2 separate regions of the Mus musculus genome follow, and region 1 is linked to region 2. A link is a contact called in public promoter capture Hi-C data. All regions are on one chromosome and are shown on one strand. Each heading gives the region's core, a stretch centred on a gene start, on an enhancer-like site or on the middle of the called end of the contact. The rest is flanking DNA. Distances are from core to core; before and after follow the strand shown. Region 1 holds the start of Cryba4 (crystallin, beta A4). Region 2 holds the start of 1700016B01Rik (RIKEN cDNA 1700016B01 gene).

Evidence for each region. Promoter capture Hi-C pulls out the DNA fragments that hold promoters and counts their contacts.
Region 1: a contact with region 2 is called in a promoter capture Hi-C map of stem cell-derived epiblast-like cells, with 2.9 times the contacts expected there. The contact joins the promoter of Cryba4 here to the promoter of 1700016B01Rik in region 2. A contact is called at or near these places in 1 of 39 promoter capture datasets (stem cell-derived epiblast-like cells) and 1 of 9 other capture datasets (adipose tissue).

Annotation. Positions count from the first base shown.
Region 1 is chr5:112,249,630-112,255,660 of GRCm38.p6, reverse strand. Cryba4 (crystallin, beta A4) reads left to right here and starts at 3,143. Exons shown (of 6, transcript NM_021351.2): 1 at 3,143-3,169; 2 at 3,864-3,914; 3 at 4,524-4,642. The coding sequence starts at 3,876. It also overlaps a transcript of Crybb1 not described here.
Region 2 is chr5:112,152,097-112,158,325 of GRCm38.p6, reverse strand. 1700016B01Rik (RIKEN cDNA 1700016B01 gene) reads right to left here and starts at 2,099. Exons shown (of 2, transcript NR_166436.1): 1 at 1,972-2,099.

The DNA of each region.
Region 1 (6,031 bases), core at 1,894-4,393, 96 kb before region 2:
CAGAGAAACCCTGGCCCTAACCCTGCTCTGACTGCTCTCTCTATTTCCCTGGCTGGAGACAGGCCCAGGGCCTTGCTGGCTGCCAGCCTAGACTAGGGAAGGGGGATGGGGGAGGAGGTGACCTGGGATAGAAACCGGCCTCAGTCAGGCTGCTTCACCCACCGTATGGCTTCTCTACCTCTAGGGGGTCTCAGTTTACAGGTACAGTTGACAATTCTCCCTGTGGATGCTGCCCAGAACTGAAGACAACATTGAACATGTTTTATAAGGGCAAGAAACGGGTTTTCAGTCCACAGGCCCGGTCCTGAGTGCTTCTGTGTGTTTGCAGCCTCTGGGGCTTTGCAGCACACCTGCCCTATCCAGATCCTTGCTGCACCCATTTCTTGGATGAGGAAGGCTGGGTGCAGAGGCCAGTACTGACCATGGCAAGCAGGAAGGCTCTGGCTATCCAGCCTTGGCCCTGACTGAGGCTTGCCTGAATTCCCTGTTCTAGGGTGGTGGGGTAGGGCTGGGTCTCAGGCTCAAGGGCTTAGCATTCAAGGCTTGGGTCCTTCTTAACTGCCCATCAGCTCCCACTGTCTGACAGCAGGGGATGCTGCCCAGGGTCAGGAACACGGAGACTCTGGGCAGCCTCACATCCCACTGTACCTGACCGGGCCAAGGGCCAGCATTTCACCCAGGACCTGGACCCTGGCAGGTTCCTGATAGTCTACTGGAGAGGGTAGGGACATCTGAGATGCAAAGGGAGGGGGTGATAGAGAGAAAGGTTTTTCAGAAGATGAAGGGAGGAGTCGATAAACGGACAGGGAGGAGAGAGCCCAGGGCAAAGGAGAAAACAGAACAGCCAGGACCGCCAAGCATCTTAGTGGACAAGTGAACGCCAGATGACCCACCATTTCCCCAGAGAAACTGAAACCCACACAGAACAGGAAGCTTCAACCTTGTTCCACAGTGTGAACCCCAAGTGGAGTGGAGCTGGAATCTGGCCAGGCCAGGCCACCTGCATTCTGTGTCGCCAACCCCAGTAGGAGTGCAGCCATCTGAGAAACCCTTCTCTGGGGAACCCAGGACCCCCTGTGGGGCCTATCTCTACTTTGTGGTCACCCTGGCCTAGGACCAGTGATGGCCCTGTCCCTCTACCCATGAGCCCTCTCCCTGCTGGCCTCCTCTGTGCCTTTCATCCTGGGCCAAGGCCTTGAAGGGCAAGCTGGGAACCACAGGAGAGGCCAACCACTGGGACTCAGGCCAAGGTGCCTGCGGTGGGGGCCACCCACAGATCTTGCCTCAAGGGCAGGCATCTGGGGCAGTTTTGTCCCCCGTCGTACCCCGACCCTCCTAGCGATGGGCAGCTTGCCAAAGGTTTGGGGAGATGGGAACAGCTTCCCTTGCCAGGCAGCTCTTCAGATCAGCTATTTATAGACGAGAAAGTGGGGTGGCTCCTTTGTCCCCTTCTGGCCCTGTTACCCATATTTTATTTCTTTTTAATATATTGAGACAGGGTCTCATGTAGCCCAGGCTGGCCTCAAGCTCTCTACGTAGCTGAGGCTAGACTCCCTGCTTCCACATGCCAGGTGCTGGGATTACAAGTGTACACCACCACATTGCTCTGTGGACTCTGTCCCTTCCCACATCTCTCATTCCAGACTCTGTGAGCTCTTGCTTTTGGGGAACTGCCATTCATAATAATACTATATTTTATGGCTGTCCAGGATGGCAAACATGGCCAAGACCCAGGTAATTCCCTTTGTTCTTAGAACAGGTACAGGCACTCTTCATCAGGAACATATTTATCATATTTATGTTCATAGCATCCTGTGCTTTCAGGCTAACCATTAAAGTTTGTGTGTGTGAGAGAGAGAGAGAGTGAGAGTGTGTGTGAGTGTGTGAGAGTGTGTGAGAGAGTATGTGAGTGTGTGTGTGTGAGTGTGTGTGAGACTGTGTGAGTGTATGAGTGTGTGAGAGTGTGAGGGTGTGAGAGAGCATGTGTGTGTGTGTGTGTGTGTGTGCACTCACATGGAGGTCAGAAGGTCAGAGGGTAACTTTCAGGAGTCAGTTCTCCCTACTACCCTGTGGTCCTGAGGATTAAAGTCAGGCTTGGAGGTACCCCACTGAGCTTTGTCTTTTTTATTTCACAGCACAACTGAGGCTTAGAGGCATTCACTGGGAACCTGCTCAAAAGTAATTAGCCCCCAGGCACGGGATGCAGACACAGGCTACTGGCTGTGGAGACTGCACCGGTCCACCCTTCCGGTCCACCCTTCGCCACGCCCTGAACGTGAGACAACTGTTCTGACATCCCAGGAAGGAAGAGATGTTGCTATTTTCCTGGCCATCAAAGGACTCGCTCTTTATCTGGGTCACCCAGTAGCAAGGCTGAGTTTTACCACAAGCCGCTCCTGCCATGCTACCCTCTCCTGCAACAGGACCCCTCAGAGGCAGGGATCAGGGGATTCCATATGCTTTGGGTGCTTATCTGGCATGCACTGCTTTGGGAAGCATGCTAGCAAGCTGCAGCGCCCCCCCCCCCCCCGCCCCGCCCTTTGCTTCTGCATGCACAGCCCTGGATGCTTCTGCCTTGTGGAGTGCATGGGTTCTAGCCCTGACCACCACTCTCACCTCCTGAGAAGAGTTGTACTGCTGGGTATTTGTTATCCAAAGCCCTTGCTCCAGGCCCCCAGGGTTTTGCTTAGAACCGGTTACTTCCAAGCTACTGTATACATTGTTTCCACTTTTTCAAAGAGTATCCTCAAGTGAAAGTGTGACGTCCAGCTAGAAGAGGCAGGGGCAGGTGAGGTGAAGGAGGAGGGCAGGCACAGAACTCTATGATCTGGCTTCTGTCTGTCCTATCATGCAGACAGACAGAAGGACACCCACCATCAAGATGATGTTGGGTCCCTAGTCCTGGACAGGAGTCCTGTGGAACCAATGGAAATAGGCTATCTACCCCTCATATTCCCTAGTGCTGACCCTGGGCAAGCCACCAGTCCTTCCCCACTAAAGGCAGAGCTGCTGACATGTCCACTCTGGGCCTTGGCCAGGACTGGCTTTTGTTTCTATCTCTGGCTTGCTGAGTCTGTGTTTGTCCCTTGGGGCCCCTGTTCCTTTCCTGCCTATAAGAGCCCTGACCTTGTCTGGTTCTGGTTCTGACGTGTGCTCTGGGCCCTTCTTGGTAAGTATGAGAGGGAGACAGGAGTGGGGCCGAGCTCTCTGGTGGCATCATCCTACAATATCAATCTTGGGGATGTCACTGGCTAACCCTGAATGCCATCACATCCCAGGAAGTCTACAAGTGTGTCAGACTGCTGCCTGTGACTCTTAGTTAAATGCCAAGATCCCCCTCCCCTATCATTTTGTGACCTGTGTGTCCACTATGAGAGCCACGCACTAGGCTAGCACTGCACTTTGTTTTGGTGTGTGTGTGCACTCACTTGTGTGTGTGTGTGTGTGTGTGTGTGTGTGTGTGTGTGCGCATGCATGTATGTATGTATGTATGTATGTATGTATGCATGTATGTATGTGCCTGTATGTATGTGTGCATGTGTGTGAGTGTGCATGTGTGAACTTGTGTATGTGTGTGATTGTGCACATGTGCATGTGGGTGTGTGTCTGTGTGTGCATGTGTGTGATTCATCCACCTCTCTCCACTCATCTGGCACTGCAGTCCACTGTGAGCTGGGCTGGAGACAATGGCACCCAGATGTGGCTGAGATTGGTGCTGTTTGCACGTGGGTGGGGTGGGAGAAGGATCGCCCCCGTCCTGGGATACCCAGACCCATCTTGATTCTGACACTGTCCAAGTCAGCCTTCAGTCAGAGATGCTGCTGGGAACCAGATGGAAGGTGACTGTGTTCTTCTCTCTGTAGGACCGTGCCAACATGACCCTGCAGTGCACCAAGTCAGCTGGACACTGGAGGGTAGGGAGTACCCTGGGAGGGGAGGGAAGGAAGTCGACATCTAAGAACCTCTTACAACAACTTCATTGAACCCCATCATCCTGCAGGAGGGCTACTGACTGCCTTGAGCCCAAGGCTCAGACTAGGGGGCAACCTGCCTGAGGCACGCAACCCGAGTTGGTCCCCACCCTTGAGTCCTGGCACACAATCATTCTACTGTGCTTCTCTGGCCGTGCTTGGCTTTGCAAAGGGAAACTAAAATCTGGGTGTGATAGCTTATGCCTGCCCTAGCATTGGGGAAGTAAAGGCAGAAGGAAGCTCGTAGGCTCAAGGCCAGCCTGGGTCTTGCGAGATCTTGTCTCACAAAAAATAATATAGCGGAGCCACATAAAAGCCTTTGATGAAGGCTTTGGGAAATGGAAGCTCTGCTTGTTTTCTTACCTAATGACAGTCAAGGGTGGAGACAAAATTGTGCTGTCCAGGATCCCACGGTCCACCTTGCTCACCCACCTGGCCCTGGAGGCATGTGACCTCTGCTTTACCTGTTTGACTCACTCTGAGTCCAGGGTAAGATCCTCTCTGCTCGCCAAACCTTGATGTCCACAGATTCCCTCCTTCTTTCCTGCACAGATGGTGGTGTGGGATGAAGAAGGCTTCCAGGGCCGACGGCATGAATTCACAGCTGAGTGTCCCAGTGTCCTGGAACTTGGTTTTGAGACGGTGCGATCTCTCAAAGTCCTGAGCGGAGCGTGAGTCTGTCTGGAGGGCATCGAGTCAGGGTGGTGGCCGGGAGGGTAAGAGGGACTGTAAGGAGGCATGCTGGAGCCTGTGTATGATCCTAGGTACATCTTTCCAGGCTTGCACTGTACCTATGTGCCCCTCCCAAGTGCTGAAGAGTGTGCATGGCTGTTGATACAGGTAACTCAGGTTGTAAGGGACACCATCGCACAGTCTGATTGGGTCTGAAAATACCCTCTTAGACATGAACTGACAAGCTAGCATCACTCACACATTAACCCTGAGACTAGCATTCTGCAACTGCCCTTCCTACAAGGATAGGAAGCTTTGTAAAGCTACTTAAATTGAGAGTCACTGGCCACATGTGACCGTTGAGAAAGGATTTCAAAGGCGTATTCTGTGATGTACGAGCTGCATTTTTATTGCTACTTAATCTGTTTTTGAAAAAAAGATTTATTTCTGTATATGCGTACACTGTAGCTATACAGATAGTTGTGAGCCTTCATGTGGTTGCTGGAAATCGAAATCAGGACCTCTGGTTGCTCTGGCCCCACGATTTATTTATTATTATATGTAAGTACACTGTAGCTGTCTTCTGACACACCAGAAGAGGGCGTCAGATCTCACTATGGATGGTTGTGAGCCACCATGTGGTTGCTGGATTTGAACTCAGGACCTTCAGAGGAGATGTCAGTGCTCTTAACCGCTGAGCCATCTTTCCAGCCTATTTCTACTTAAGTCATGGGCAGCTGATACTTCTCTCCTTGGGTAGAAGGTCCCAGAAAGTTAGAAAGAAGACCACAGGGTGACTAGTACCCTTTCTACGTAACTCAGAGCCAAGGCTTTGCCTGTGGGTGCCTCCCGAGGAGGTCACCTTGGTGGTCTGTGTGCATCTCACAACAAGGTGATTATTCTTTGAACTTCTGATCTATTCAGATTGGGAGACAGGGCTAGGAAGGACAGTTGCTGGTCTAGGGACAGCGTCCTGCAAGCTGCCATACAAGACAGCACAGGAGGAGAAGAGCCTGCATGCATGGATTCAGAGTGCTTGTTTCTTACGCAGATAGCAACACACAACTCTCCTGAGTTCTTTGTCCCTGAGGGTGACAGAATGCTGAGGAGGGTTGAGCTCCATGCTTCTGCTTAGGGTGGGAATGCGGAAGGGCCCTTCCTCCACGGGAAGTGAGGAGGGCAGGAGAAGCTGTCCCAGAGGAGGGAGAATGAGAAACAGCTTAAGTCAGACAGCATCTCACATCTCAGACTGCCAGCCTCTGGGTCTGACAGGATCACGAGGAGGTAATGAAACCAAGGTCAGCCTGTGGCTGAGCCCTGTTGACACGTACGACTTGACTTGGTGGCAGTGCCTGTGTGAAGATCTCAGAGCACCTGCCTAGGGCAGT
Region 2 (6,229 bases), core at 850-3,349:
GCAGGCCTTGAACTCTCAGGCACAGGTGCCCCCCCCCCCAACCTTCTAGGTGATGAGTTTATAGATGCACATCATTGTGCCTGTGTGCATTTCCATGCCTGTAGGCCTTTAAGATAGACCGTGGATGGACATTTGAAAATCGAGAGGTCAAGCTGCTCATGTATGGTAGCCCCCAGAACTCCCAGGCAGAGGCGGGGCGATCTTGATTTTAAGGCTAGCCTGGGGACCCACTTGCTTTTGAGTTCTGAGGCTGTTGGTGGCCATGTACGCGTCATGGAGTTAGTTAGCTCTCTGCCTCTTGGTCCCTCTTGTGACTTACATAGAGGAGAAATGCCAGAATGTTCTTGGAAACATGGCTCAGTACCTGGCCATGCAGGAACTGAGGGACTCAGCCAGCACAGATTCATTCTCTCTCTCTCTCTCTCTCCCTCCCTCCCTCTTCCTTCCTCCCTCCCTCCCTCCCTCCCTTCCTTTCTTCCTTCCTTCCTCCCTCCCTCCCTCCTTCCTTCTCTCCTTCCCTCCATCCTCTCTCTCTCCTCCCTCCCTCTTCCTTCCTTCCATCCTTCCTTCCTTCCTTCCTCCCTCCCTCCCTTCCTTCCTCCCTCCCTCCTTCCTCTCCCTCCCTTCCCTCCTTCCCTCCTTCCTTCTCTCCTTCCCTCCATCTTCTCTCTCTTTCTTTCTTTCTTTCTTTCTTTCTTTCTTTCTTTCTTTCTTTCTTTCTTTCTTTCTTTCTTTCTTTCCCTCTTTCTTTCTTTCTGGAAAGTACTGATGGGGAAAAGCCATAAGTTCTGGGACAAAGCTCCAGGCCTGTCCCTGCCCCCAACCCCTGCCCTTCACCTTTGCTCTAAGCAGGCGAGAGAGCCAGGGGCCTGCTGACAGTCTTTCTTTGCCCTGGTTTCTGCCATCCTCCTGTGTAAATCCAGCTGCCTGTGCCCGAGTCAGAGGACTTCCTGAAAGGCCCTTGGCTGCAGGATGGCCCTCACACTCTGGTCTGTGTCAGGCTGCAAGGTTTTCAGAGTGAAAACTTGTTGCTCTGCCTTAATGTCAGCTGTTTCCTTTCTGGTCACACTGTGCCTTCCCTCTGCCATGTCCTCCCCCACATCTGGAGGAAGGTGTCCCCTGCACTAAGCCAGTGCCAATCAGATCACTCCTTCCTTCCTTTGCCACAGCAATTGGCTTGGAGATGGAACTTAGACTTATTCTTGCCAATGAGTTCCATCCTGCGCATCTGTGTCTATGCTGGGTGCAACAGTCAGCACAAGGCAGGGTCTGCTGCAGTAATAGGCAGCCTTGAAGTTTCAGCAAGGGCAACCCAAGCTCTTTGGGCCCTCCTTACTGTTCCCTTGATCCATGTTCAAGGGCACCAGGTGATGGGTGGTACCTCACCTCACCAGGCATCAAGGATGAAAATGTGCAGTCACGGAGGTGGGCTTTCTGAAGCTGGCCGAGCTGCTTAAGCATGGGGCCCTGTTGACCACCTTGGGCCCAGTTCTGTCTCAGAGAAAGAGTTCCTCTCCCTACTATGCCTCCAGCCCTCCCTTCTTGTGTACCTCGATTGGATTCTAAGGGTTGGCTCGAGTGACAGCCTTGCTTGCTGCATCCCCAGACTCACTTCCACAGTGTCTTGGCATAGAAGGGGCTAGGGAAACACCTCACTACTTAAGCTTCTCTCAGCAGGACTGAGGCCCAGAGCTTGGCCCCCAGAACTCACATGAAAGACAGATGTGGGTGAATGTGCCATCCCAGAGCCAGGGAGTCAGAGGCAGGCAGATGCTAGGGTTCACTGGCCAGCTTAGCTTACCTCTAAGGCTGACCTCTGCCTGCCACACACATTCACACACTTGCATACAGAAGGAGCTCTTTATGAGCACACAGTAGGAGGCATCCTTAAGCACACAGTAGGACATACCTACAAAGCCATAAGTGCTGGTACCACTAAGGTAAGCATCTGGAACCTAGGCTAGTAGTTACCTGGGCCATTTCAGGGAGCTCTGTCTTGGCTGTGGCCCCCTCTGGGGTGCACTTTGTTGAGCTGAGCTGGGTTGGGGAGGGGCTCGGAGAGAGGGTTGGTGTCTCCCTTGGGGTCACCAGGGGTCAATGAGCAGGGGTTGGGCTTATGAATTTCCTCTCAGGGCCCCAGACAATGGGGGCTTATTTGGTAATGTTGTTTCCTTGGCAACCATCTCTGTTCTGGAGAGTGGAGGTACTGGGGGTGGGGGAGGGCTGTGGAGAGAGAGGGGTTGCTGGAGGGGACACCTACTTTTAAGGTGCAAAACAGAGGCTAGTCTGTGTGGGTGTCTTACCTTCTCTGGAACTTGTCATTTCTAGGACAATTCCTTGCATTTTAAGGACATCTAGAGAGCTGAGTTTGAGTTTAGACATCTAACTCACTGTGTGACCTTGGGTCGATGACTTGCCCTCTCTGAATTTCAAGTTTTTCTCCTGTGAAGTAGGGGTAATTCTTTGTAGGGTGATTTGGGAGAGACAAGCACATTATGGGGCGTGACAGAAGGCCCTTCTGAGCACTTGTTTCTCATTTGATTGGTTCTTACTGCTTGGATTTAGTCACCTCCTTGGTCAGCATCTTAGAGTCACTGTTGTTGTGATGAGACACCACAACCAGCATGGGGAGGAAAGGGTTAATTCTGCTCACACTTCCACACCACAGCCCATCACCAAAGAAAGTCGGGAAAGGAACTCAAGCAGGGAAGGAACCTGGAGGCAGGAGCTGATGCAGAGGCCATGGAGGGTGCTGCTTACTGGCTTCCTCACCATGGCTTGCTCAGCCTGCCTTTTTTTTTTTTTTTTTTAAAGATTTATTTATTTATTTATTTATTATATGTAGCTGTCTTCAGACACTCCGGAAGAGGGAGTCAGATCTTATCACGGGTGGTTGTGAGCCACCATGTGGTTGCTGGGACTTGAACTTCGGACCTTTGGAAGAGCAGTCGGGTGCTCTTACCCACTGAGCCATCTCACCAGCCCTCAGCCTGCCTTCTTATAGAACTCAGGGCCACCAGCCCAAGGATGGCTCCACCAACAACGGGATTGCCACACCCATAATGGGCTGACCACACCCACAATGAACTGGCTCCACCCACAATGGGCGGGCCCCCATCAATCACTAATCAAGAAAACTGCCCATAGGCTTATGGCGGTATTTTTACATCAAGGCTTCTCCTCTTTGAGGACTCTAGCAGCACAGAAAGCTTCCAGAGTCACACAGATCTGGAATTTCTAAGGACCAAGGTGGTTGTTCTGGGAGCTTGGCTGCCGAAGGGTCTTCATTATTGGTCATGAGTCACTTTCTGGCATGTGAAGAGACTGAGGTCAAGTCTAGGGTGCCCTTGTCCTGTCTCCCTGCCGCACCCTCCCTGTATATGGATTTGAGTGCCTCATTCCTGGCTGCCAGGGCTGCTTTGGTGCTGAGGCAGGGGCGGCAGCCTTGCAGGGCTGTTTTGTATCCAGAACAACTCAGGAACTGGAACTCATCGGACCTTCACGAGGCTGGCTGCCCTAGGCTGCCTCCTGGATTCTGGCCACCCAAAGCATCAGGCTTCTCCATGGTCTTGGGAGCAGATTGGTGACTGGGTGGGGACCAAACTCACCCCAGTGCAAGACTTACACACACAACACCCAGCAAAGCCCTGTGAGAAGCCAATGCAAGGTTAGTTTTCATAAGGAGAGTTAGATGTTCTGGAGTTGGGGATGTATTTGTACTAAAAAAGTATTCTCTGATTGCTTTTGGCCACCTCACCTAGCCGGTTGCTTTACCACTTTTGAGACAGGGTCCTGCTCTACATCTGTGGTAGGCACGCTTCTGCTTCTAAGTTCTGGGATTGCAGATCAGTGCCAGCACACAGCAAAGACTTTTATATTTTTAAAACTAAAAATATTCCTTGCATGTGTGCCTGAGTAATATGTCTGCGAGCCATGTGTGTGTCAGAAGCCCATGGAGGTCTGAAGAAGTGTGGGATCCTTGGTACTGGGGTCACAGGCAGTTGTGAGCCATCGTGTGGGTGCAGGGAACCGAATAGAACCTCTGCAAAGTAGCCATGCTACAGACTCCGACCAAACAACTTATAACAATTTAATTTTCAATTTGGGGGCGCTGGGGATGGGACTCAGAGCCTGGCGCATGTGGGGCTGGGCTCCTACTGAACGCCACTCTATTATTCCTCGGAGGCAGGACTTGAACCTTATTGTACCCGCTTTATGTTTGGTAATAAAAGTCATGTGCCTGTGGGTCCCCTTAACGTGCTAAATGCAATACGCAAGCCTGGTGCTGGCTCTCTGCGCACACGCCCTTGGACTGCAGTTCCCATGATGGCCACGCGGTGTCGCTGTCGGCCCGCGATACCCGGGCAAGACGGGCTGGCCCATCCATCACCGGCCGCGGCGCAGACAATGCGGGGAGCGGCCTCGGCCCGCGCCCGCCCGCCCGCGCTGTCGGTACAAAGGATGCGCTGTTAACACGTGTACGGTAATGGGCTCCTCCACGGCCTCTTCCCGGGCCGCCCGCTCCCTGCCCGACGCATGGCCGGAGACATCCATCTAAATTATGTCACCCAGCTGTGAGCGGCTCCCTGCCCAGTCGGTCCGGGGCTGTGTGTGCCTGGCTTTCCTGGGCCACACAGCCCAGCATGAGAGGAACCTCTCACAGGTGAGCACCTACTGTGTGCTGGCTGGGCCCCAGCCACAGGACATGTGGCTTAGTCTATTTTAAAGAGGAACTTGATGCTTGTAAGGGTTTGTTTCAAAGTTGCGACGCCCTGCAGCTTGCCTGGGCTGCCTTAAAAAAAGAAAGAAAGAAAAAGAAAAGAAACAAGACAAACGCTCCCAGTTTATTGATGTTTGAATGTCGCCCCACACCATAAAACGCTCCTGTTTAACATTACATTTAGGGGCTGGGAGAAGACACCCATGGTTAAATGCTTGCTATAGAAGCCAAAGCCTGAGTTCGATCCCTGCCACACACCTGGGTGTGCTGGTCCTTCAGAGGTGCCACTGAGAGATGCTATCCGCTATCCACCTTCACCAAAGACACCTTCCTCCCATCCCAACCCTGCCTCAGTAAACAAGGTGGGCATGTGTGAGGGACTACACACACACACACACACACACACACACACACGCGCGCGCGCGCGCGCGCGCGCGCTCCTGTGTACACTTCTGTCCCCCATACCTGTGAACAAGTAAGTCATGGTCAGAACTGCTCAATAGTCTCACTGGAGGATACACCCAAAGGCACCTGCTCCTGCCTAGTGGTCACTTCCTCTCTCCCTCTGCCCTCCCTCTCTCTCTCTCCCCCCCCTCTCTCTGTCTCCCTCTCCCTCCTTCTCTCTCTCTCTCTGTCTCCCTCTTCCTCCTTCTCTCTCCCTCTCTCTCTCTCTCCTTCTCTCTCTTCTCTCTTTCCCTCTCCCCTTTCCCCTCTGTCTCTCCTCTTTCTCTCTGTCTGTCTGTCTATCTCTGTGCCTCTCCTTTCTGCCCAAACTGCCTGTTGGCTTTCTGTCCCATGGATCTGTGTATCCCTGGTCATCTCACACAGTGGAAGCCAGTAGTGTGGGGTCTTCCTGGTCTGGCTTGTTCCTGTTTGGCATTGTGTTCCAAGGGTGCATCCATTCCATAATACACCCCAAACTCTTTATTCCCTTTTAAGGGCCAAGTAATAGTCCAATGCATGGAGGTCCCGAGTTTGGGTTCCTCTGTGGATGGCTTCCTCCTTCTGGCTTTATGGATGACCCTGTTAGAAACTTTTGTGTGGGTGTGTATTTTCATTCCTTTGGATAGGTGTGTCTGTCAGGGAAGTTTTGGGTCACATGGTAGTGCTGTATGTAATTATTTGAGGGGCTCCCAGCCTGTTTCTAAAAAGGCTGTTTATCATTTCCTACTTCTTGAATGATCTGATTATTTTATTCTGACTACCCTAGGAGTCTCTTACTGTGATCTTGACATACATTTTTCTGCTGACAACTGATGTCAAACATCTTTCCCTGTTTTCTTTTGCCATTCGGGTCGTAATCTATAAATAGAAACATCTATTCATACTTTTTGCTTATTGAAGACAAGCATCTCCTCATTGTTGAAATGCCAGAGCTCTTTACATATTATGGACATAGTTGCTTATCTGGCACAGAGTTTGCAGCTCATGTCTCTTGGGTCCACAGTACCACCATTTGCTTCATCAAAGTTTTAGGTTTCAGAGTACGGGTTCATGTTTCTAGTTTGT